3 separate regions of the Mus musculus genome follow, and regions 1 and 2 are each linked to region 3. Evidence: chromatin contacts called from public promoter capture Hi-C data. All regions are on one chromosome and are shown on one strand. The core of a region is the stretch at or near the end of the contact, and the rest is flanking DNA. Distances in the headings are between cores, read along the strand shown. Region 1 holds the start of Slc25a23 (solute carrier family 25 (mitochondrial carrier; phosphate carrier), member 23). Region 2 holds the start of Psmb1 (proteasome (prosome, macropain) subunit, beta type 1). Region 3 holds the start of Trim26 (tripartite motif-containing 26).

What was found. Promoter capture Hi-C pulls out the DNA fragments that hold promoters and counts their contacts.
Region 1: a contact with region 3 is called in a promoter capture Hi-C map of pre-B cells, with 4 times the contacts expected there. The contact joins the promoter of Slc25a23 here to the promoter of Trim26 in region 3. A contact is called at or near these places in 3 of 39 promoter capture datasets (cranial neural crest, pre-B cells and second pharyngeal arch cranial neural crest) and 1 of 484 Hi-C or Micro-C datasets (uterus).
Region 2: a contact with region 3 is called in a promoter capture Hi-C map of pre-B cells. The contact joins the promoter of Psmb1 here to the promoter of Trim26 in region 3. A contact is called at or near these places in 2 of 39 promoter capture datasets (pre-B cells and second pharyngeal arch cranial neural crest) and 1 of 9 other capture datasets (adipose tissue).

Annotation. Positions count from the first base shown.
Region 1 is chr17:57,058,437-57,061,136 of GRCm38.p6, reverse strand. It overlaps Slc25a23 (solute carrier family 25 (mitochondrial carrier; phosphate carrier), member 23), which reads left to right and starts at 1,274. Exons shown (of 10, transcript NM_025877.4): 1 at 1,274-1,616. The coding sequence starts at 1,464.
Region 2 is chr17:15,496,888-15,499,587 of GRCm38.p6, reverse strand. Psmb1 (proteasome (prosome, macropain) subunit, beta type 1) reads left to right here and starts at 1,312. Exons shown (of 6, transcript NM_011185.3): 1 at 1,312-1,435. The coding sequence starts at 1,326.
Region 3 is chr17:36,835,853-36,838,552 of GRCm38.p6, reverse strand. It overlaps Trim26 (tripartite motif-containing 26), which reads right to left and starts at 1,407. Exons shown (of 10, transcript NM_001025599.3): 1 at 1,289-1,407; 2 at 981-1,088.

The DNA.
Region 1 (2,700 bases), core at 25-2,524, about 20 Mb before region 3:
GCAGCTGGAGTTCTGTGGCTAGTTTATCTAGCACATACAAGGCTATATACAACACCCATTGTAGTGTAGCATACGCCTTAGATCCCAGGTGGAGCTCTGTGAGGTCCAGATCAGCCCGGTCTACATAGTAAATTCCGTGGCTACATAGAGAGACTGTGTCTTTGAACAAGAAAAATAAATAAATAAATAAATAAATAAATGAGGCGTCGTCCCTTCCTGGGAGTGGTGGTTTAAACTCTGTTTAAATCTCTGCTCTGGCCCTAAATGGGAATCCAGACTAAGATTTGAAGCTTTTGATTTCTCCACTGTAGCGTGGGAAAAGCTAGTGTCACCTACCTACCTCACAGGGTTTGGGGTAGGTTCGTTACTGAGCAGCGAGTGAAGGGCTCTGGCATGCGCAACGCACTCAATGTGAGCTCTTATTTATTATTCGCGGTCAGACGGACGCCCTTCCCCCTGACGGTGAGACGAAAAACTGCACCCGAAACTTGTGGGCGGGACTTCAGCAGGTGCAACCACAGCCGCCGGCTGAGGCCCCGCCTCCAGAGCCCCTCCTCCTGATCGTTATCTTTAGTGGCGCGGGAGATACTGGTCCGCGACTCCCTTTCCAGGCAGGTCTGCAAAGAGCAGCCTTCAGAGAGTCTGAATTGGGGCGCGGCCCCTTTAAGAATGCCTAGCGGGCTGCGAGCTGCGGGACAGGAGGCCGCGGCGGGTCAACCGGGAAGCCCCGCCTAGGTAGAGCGGACCGCCGCAGCTAGGGCGCATTGACCAATAAGGATTTAACTTTGCAGCCGCGCCGCTCGTTGACCTTGCGTTTCTCTCTCCGAGTGTCACCAAGAAAAGGAGGCGCGCGGGCGGAATGAAGTGTTGGGGAGGGAGCCCACACCTCTTTGTTGATCTGCTGTTTCTATCATCGACTGGGGAATCTAACTAGAGCAGGCGGGCGAAAGAAGCTTTTAAACTGGTTCAGAATTCTTTGCGTAGACCTGGGAGAAGCAAAAACTTGAATTTCTGATAAGTGATCCGTTAGAGAGGAAGGTGTAAATGAACAAGATTACGAATCCAATTCCTGACAATTCCCTACCAAAACCATTTAAGGAAAAAAGGGTAAACTGAGGCAAGCAGAGTACTAAGACGGTTGCCTCTCCTACCGTCCCAGGAATGCGCTGTCAGATGTGCAAAACCAGAGCCTCCTAGAATGCTTCCCCACGCCCCCTGCTCCGCCCCCAGCCCCCTCCCCCAAGTAATGCGGGTCGGAGGAGGAGACCAAGTTCTGGCGCGGGCGGGGACGACTAGCATTTATCACTTCCAGCAAGTGCCGGAGCTCGGCCCCGCACTGAAGAGGCTGCGGTGCGGGTGGGCGCGGGAGCTGGCTTTGTGGGGACCCCGGGGGGGAGGGGGAGCCAGAAAGCCCCCGCCGAGGCCGTCGCTGCGGGGCCTCCCCTCCCCCCTGGGCGGGCGCCATGCGGGGGGGCTCAAGCGACGCGGAGCGGCGGCAGCGCTGGGGTCGCCTGTTCGAGGAACTAGACAGCAACAAGGACGGCCGCGTGGACGTGCACGAGTTGCGCCAGGGGCTGGCCAGGCTGGGAAGGGGAGATCCGGACCGTGCACAGCAGGTACTATGGGCAGCGACCACCGCGGCAGGATCCGCCCGCGCCGTAACCGGTGCCCCTTAATGCCGCGGCTACGGCAGCCACAGGCTACCTGTTGGCTGGACCCCACCACCTCTGTCTAGGTTCCCTTCCCTCTGTCCACCCGCGTCTGGCCTGACGTCGCGAAACAGGGCTGCCAAGGCTCCAGGCCTGCAGTGGCTGCGGTTGCCAGGACCCAGCGGCCCCTCCCCCCCCCACCGCCCCCTCCCCCACCCCCTGTGGGATGCCTACTGGGGGGGATGGACTGCAGAGCGGGACGCTTTCCCCTCCACGGCCCAGAGCCAAACCCTCCTCTGCTCTGTGCACAATCCGAGGGGTGACCCGCTCCCACCTGCAGCTAACACAACTTCACATCCTTGCTGGAGCACACACAGAGCCCCTAGCCAGCTCTCCTAGTCTCTTATTTACATTTGCTGCCAGCCGGCTCTTTCCCGGACCTGGCCAGTTGCCCCAGGCTGCTCCAGCTAGGGAGTCAGTCCATCTGAGGTCACTCTGCTTCTACTGGGGTCTGACCTGTCTAGGAAGGAATTTGAGGTAGGGGTGCAGTTTAGCAGTAAAGTGCTTTCCTGGCATGTGCAAAGGTCCTAGGTTCTAGCTCCAGTATGGGAGGTGGCAGTGGGGAGCAGCAAAAACTGGCCCTTTCTCCGTGTGACAGGGGACATGGAGCCCCTAGCCTTCCCTAAAACAGACCTATTGCATTTTTGTTGACCTTGAGTCTAAGGTCCAACTTTTGGATAGGAATATAAAGAGGCCCCATGGCTGTTGGGCCTTATATGAACCACGACTGTTTCTAACAGGACAAACACACACACACACACACACACACTCCTCAACAAGACTGCCAAGGAGACAGGATTTTATAAGGAAAATCTGGGTGGGCAAATTTGGGAAACAAGGTAATGAATGAGAGAGAATCAGAGTTCAAGGTCTCGTCCTACAGTACAGAGAATGTGAGGCTAGCCTGGGCTATATGAGACAGGTGTCTCAAAATTGACCAAAAAGTGCCCCCAGGTTGCCACTTCCCAGTACTATGACCTTGAACTGCCTC
Region 2 (2,700 bases), core at 63-2,562, about 21 Mb after region 3:
AGAGATTGCTTGGCAAGCTTACTGGCTCCTCCCCTTTGAGATTTGTGAGGTGGCTAAGGAAAATGTCAAGCAAACGCTCCTCATCATGTTCTCAGTAGATGTTAACTTACGTTCAAGGAAGAACAACAAAACAAGCGACTTTGTAGTCACAGATTCATTTCTATTTTTAGCTCGGTCACTACCAGCTCTCTTCCTTGCTGCCACAAGAAAACGTCAGCTGTTTCTTAGGCTGCTTCATAATGCTTGATTGATTCCAACATATCTTAATTTTTTTTTCCTTCTGAAGTTCATCTAAGGCATATACATGTGTTGTTCTGCGTACTTCCTTTCCCTTGTATTTTGCATTATCAACGAGGTAATGAGCTCCTTTAGGTTAAGGTTAGCGCTCTCTCTCTCTCTCTTTCTCTCTGTGTGTGTGTCTGTGTGTGTGATGGACAGTATCTGTGTGTTATGTGTGTAGGTGTTGTATAGGTTGTCTATTTACACAGACTCTAATAAGTACAATAGTACTGTGTATCTATTTTCCCCTAAAGGAAACATTTTCTCTTGAAAGTACAGGAAACCTCAGAAGACTGGGGAATTGAGAAAACTTAACAAAGGCTTGTCAAGAGGCAATATAAGGGAAGCGGGTTTTATGTTGTCTTACTGTTTGAGGAGATACAACCCAGGGGGAAGCATGCCAACTGGATTGCATCCACAGACCAGAAACATAAATAGATAAATGTTAGTTCGCTTCTTCTTTATTTAGTCGGGAAATCCAGGCAATGAGGTGGCGCCGCTTATATTTTAGTTGGGTCTTCGCTCCTCAATTAAACCTTGAAACACCCGCATAGACGCATCCATGGGTTTTACCTACATGATGCTAAGTTCTGTGAAATTAACAATATTAACCATCATATTCTGGCTAAAGAAATCTGGTATTGCTTCCTGGGTCTCGTGGCTGCGTACACCACACAGTTGACATGCGTCCTGATTGGCCTTGAATGCAGCATGAACTACTAACCCGTCTCAAACGCTGTGCCACTTCGCCAATGTGACATCCGAGTTGTCGTTGCTCTGTAATTGGGTTAATTTTTTTGGTATGGTCAGACTTTTAATTTTCTATCCGCCATGAGTAAATCCAAACGTTTTCTTAGGGTTATAAAACAGGTTTCTCTGTTGGCAGGATTGGCGGATCCAGGTTGTGCGCTAGCCGGACGCAGGCGTAGACCTCCAAGAGCAACGACGAGTGCAGGCTAGAGGAGCCTAGGGGGGCGGGGCGAGGGAGGCGGAAGTGGACCGGTCCCGGCGGCCATTTTGCCGTGAGACAGCAGGAGTTAGGCGCGATGCTTTCCACTGCTGCTTACCGAGACGTGGAACGAGAGCTGGGAATGGGGCCTCACGGCTCCGCCGGCCCTGTGCAGCTGCGGTTTTCGCCTTATGCCTTCAACGGAGGGTAAAAGCCTGGGCCTGCTGCCCTCACCTGGGTCGAGCCTGGGGTCGCGACGGGCGGGTGTGGGAATGGCAGGGATGTAGCCTGCAGCCCAGCACTCAGTTGTGCATGGACGCCCTCGGTGCCGTTTGCTCCAGCAACCGGGCTCCCACCTCAATCTTCCGCCCTATGGCCTGTTGTTTGGTAGGGCTTGAACACGTTTCTAAAGCCAACGGGCGAACATGAAGTTATGATTTGTCTTGGTTGTTAGACGAGTAGCTGTTTCTGTCGCTGGGCCGCCTGATCACTTGTTGTTTTAAGAGGAAACTAACATGATTAACCAGACTTAATTTCAGGGATGAAAGTGAAGGTTGTTTTGTTCTGCTCTTGAGACGTAGCCTGCTGGGCAAGGTCTACTGAGCTGCATCCACAGCCTTAGGCAGTCGGACCCTTGTGTGTGTTTATTTTTACTCTCAAATTACTTTAGCATTTTAATTATCCGCTTTATTCGAAGATATTTTTCCTTTGTATTTAGGACCGTTGACAATACAGGGGTATTCTTCATCAAATTAGAAGTTGAAACAGCTAATTATCCAAAAAAGGGGGGCGGGGGGGGGGCTTGTTTAAGAAAAGCAAAACCAGCCAGGCGGTGGTGGAGCACGCCTTTACTGCTAGCAAAGGCAAGTGGGTCTCTTAAGTTCGTGGCCAGTCTGGTCTACAGAGCAAGTTCCAGGACAGCCTGGGCTACACGGAGAATCTTTGTCTCAAGAAAGAAAAGCAAAAACGTTAAATATGGCTTTATGAATGTTGAGCGTTGATCATACAGATAGTGAAAGGTTGATTTTAGTCTTGGTTGTACCTTTTGAAGAGCAATTGTGAATGTACTATGTGGGCTCCTTTCAGTTACTTATAGATTGGGGAAGACTCAAGGTAGGTTTTTTTGTTTGTTTGTTTGTTTGTTTTAATTTCAAGCAGTTAAGTGAATAATTTCATAGTTTTACTTCTTGACTCTTGGCATCTAAACAGCCCAGGCTATAGAGCTGGTGTGAATTAGAACCGGATTTAAATTCATAGCGTTCTCAGCCGAGTCCAGTTTCAGTTTGCTTTTCCAGTATGCTGCTTAATGCTGCACGTGAACACTAAGTACTTACTTTGTAAGATGTGTTAATTTCAAGGTGTTCCGAATGCAGTACTCATGAGTCACTTTTTTTAACCTCCTTTACTTCTTCTTATCCATCACTTTGTTCATAGTTACTTACACCTATCCATTAAATCACTTTTCTCTTTTG
Region 3 (2,700 bases), core at 158-2,657:
GGTATCCATTACATAAGTGTCTCTGAAAACTCTGAAACCAAATCTAAAAACCAATGCAGTGCAGCAACCTGGGTGAGAATATGGAGGGATAAGGTGAAAAGGAAAAGGTGAATAAATATAGTGTGTGGACTTTGGCCAATAATAATGTGTTATTTGTCAATGAAAGGAAATCAGTTGGGAGTTATAGACACTTCACACACTGTTTTCTCAATTTTTTCTGTAAATGTACAACTGTTCTAAAAAAAATTAAGTGTATTCAAAAGTGTGGGCAGATGCCTGTAATCTCTGTAATCGAAGCACTCGAGGCAGGAGGCTAACCTGGGCTGCCATGGTCAGTTTCAGACCATTTTGGATACATGGAGACACCCTGTCGTTGTCATCACCATCGTCATCATTATCAAATTTAAAAGTTGCAGTTTTAAAGGCATTAATGAAAGCTTTCTTTTAGAAAAATATGGGTTTGTTTGTTTGTTTGTTTTAACTTGGGAGGAATACTCTAGGCATCATGAATCCATCTCACTAACAAGGGGTTCAGGCATGCATGAACGAGCGCATGTCATTCTTCCCTTCTTTGAAACACACACAAATGGTTGTGTTGTCAAAATCTGGAATGTACGGGGAATTGTTAAGTGTCTCCTCCTATTCACTTCCCAAAGTTAAATTCATACATTTCTTTTCTTTTCTTTTTTTTTTTTTTGGGTGGGGGTGGGGGTGGGGGTCAAGACAGGGGCTCTCTTTGTAGCCCTGGTTATCCTAGAATTCATTTAGTCTGTAAACCAGACTGGCCTCTAACTCCCAAGCACTGGGTGTAAAGGCGTGCACCAGTCCACAGCCAGGTTTATACTTTCTTTTCCTAAGCTAATTAGGTAGTAAAATCATCAGTGATAACGAACGCACAGCTCTTGGTACAACTAGCTAAACCAGTTTACTCTGAGGATAAATAAATAAAAAAAAAATAAACAGATACATAAATATAAGACCTGCTTCTGGTCATGCAGGGCTCCAAGCCACCAGGTGGAACGTCATCCGGGTCCCGCTCACTTCTGGCTCTGGGGACTGGAAGAGACTGAAGTAAGTCTGGGTTGGACCTGAGGAGGAAGGAACACGGCGAGCTCAGGGCGAAAGGCCCAAAGGCGAGCCGGGGACGCGGCGCTCACGCGAGCTCGCCGTCCCGCGCGCCCGGGCCTGGTTAGCCCTGCCCAGGGCCCGCGGCCGCCTTCGCTGTCCCCACCCGGGTCGCACGGCGGCCGCTCCTCCGCGTCTCCTCACCAGTGCAAACCGCACTCACCCGCGCCGCTCTCCGGGCCGGGTCACTCCTCTCCCTGGAGCTGCTCCGCGGGGTAGGTCCTGAGCAAGCAGCCGGCACCACAGTCTCCCCGCCCAGCAGTCTCCGGGAGCTCCGGGCCCTCCGCCGAGATTTCTCTGGGACCAGCCCTGGGATTGGCTCTTGCCAAACTCCATCCTCCAATGGGAACTTCAGGATTCTTGACGTCACTGATCACTGGGCAAATCCCCAGGCAGCGGCCAAAGAGGTGAAGCGGCCGGGCCCGAGAAAAGGAAAGTGAAATCGGAAGCGGCCAGTGCGTCACGGTTGTCTTCCAGCTGCTGAGGTCGCGCGAGGCCTCGTGTAGGTTAGGGTGCTGAAGCCCCCATAGCTTTCGAGACCCCATTTCTGATTCCCTGCGGTTAGGGGTGGGCTGGGGTGTCTGCAAGGGCTGGGTTTTAGATGGGGTTTCCTCCTCAGGGCCTGCCTCTAACTAAGATCAGACCAGTCTATCAAGTTTTTCCAAGATCCATCACAAATATCATTTTCGAAGCTCCTGGCTAGGATGAACCATTTTTGACAACTAGCCTTCCTTACACAAGGCAGGTGCTGTTCCTGCTGTACAGAACAAAGTAAACACACATACACATTCCACACTCCACCCCACACCACAGTGATAGTTCAGTGGGTAAAGATGCTTGCCACCAAATCAGATGACTGGCTTTCAAATCCCATATCCCCCACATGATGGGACATGAGAACATCTATTCTGGTTGTCCTCTAAGCTCCACAAGCACATGCACTCTCCACCTACGCTAAATAAATAAATGCAAAACATTTAAAGATCCTGGCGCTAGGGAAACCGAGGCATTAGAGTTCAATACCAGCCTGGGCTACGAAGGGGGAATTTGTTGAAAACTGAGAAAAACTACAGAACCTGCAATATCTGGTACTGAGGCCCTCTACAGGAGCTTTGAGAGCCTCCTGCAGCTCCACAGCCAAGGACTCGACCACGCCCACTAGCCTGAAAGCCCTTTTTGCACACAGCTTTCTGCTCTGCAGGAAATCCACAGTTCCTGCTACTTCCAAAGAAGTAGTCCGAGCTGCAGGAGGGCTCCGAGTCCTAAGTCCTAACATTTCACCAACATATGGGGAGTGCTTTTGAGTTTCCTGTGAGCTGTTGTAGGGGGTGGAGCGGAGTTCTGGATGCCTGTGCTCTGGACTTTGATCTCAGCACACCCTAAAATCACTAGATACCTGCTCTTTCAGTTGATATTGGGGGTGGGAGCTTTGTTTTGTTTTGTTTAGAGACAGAGTCTCACTATGTAGCTCTGGCTGTCCTGGAACTCGCTCTGTAGACCAGGCTGCCCATATTCAGTACCGGTTCTTCCCACTCTGCCTGCGTTTCCCTTATATCTACAATAAAAATCTTCTCC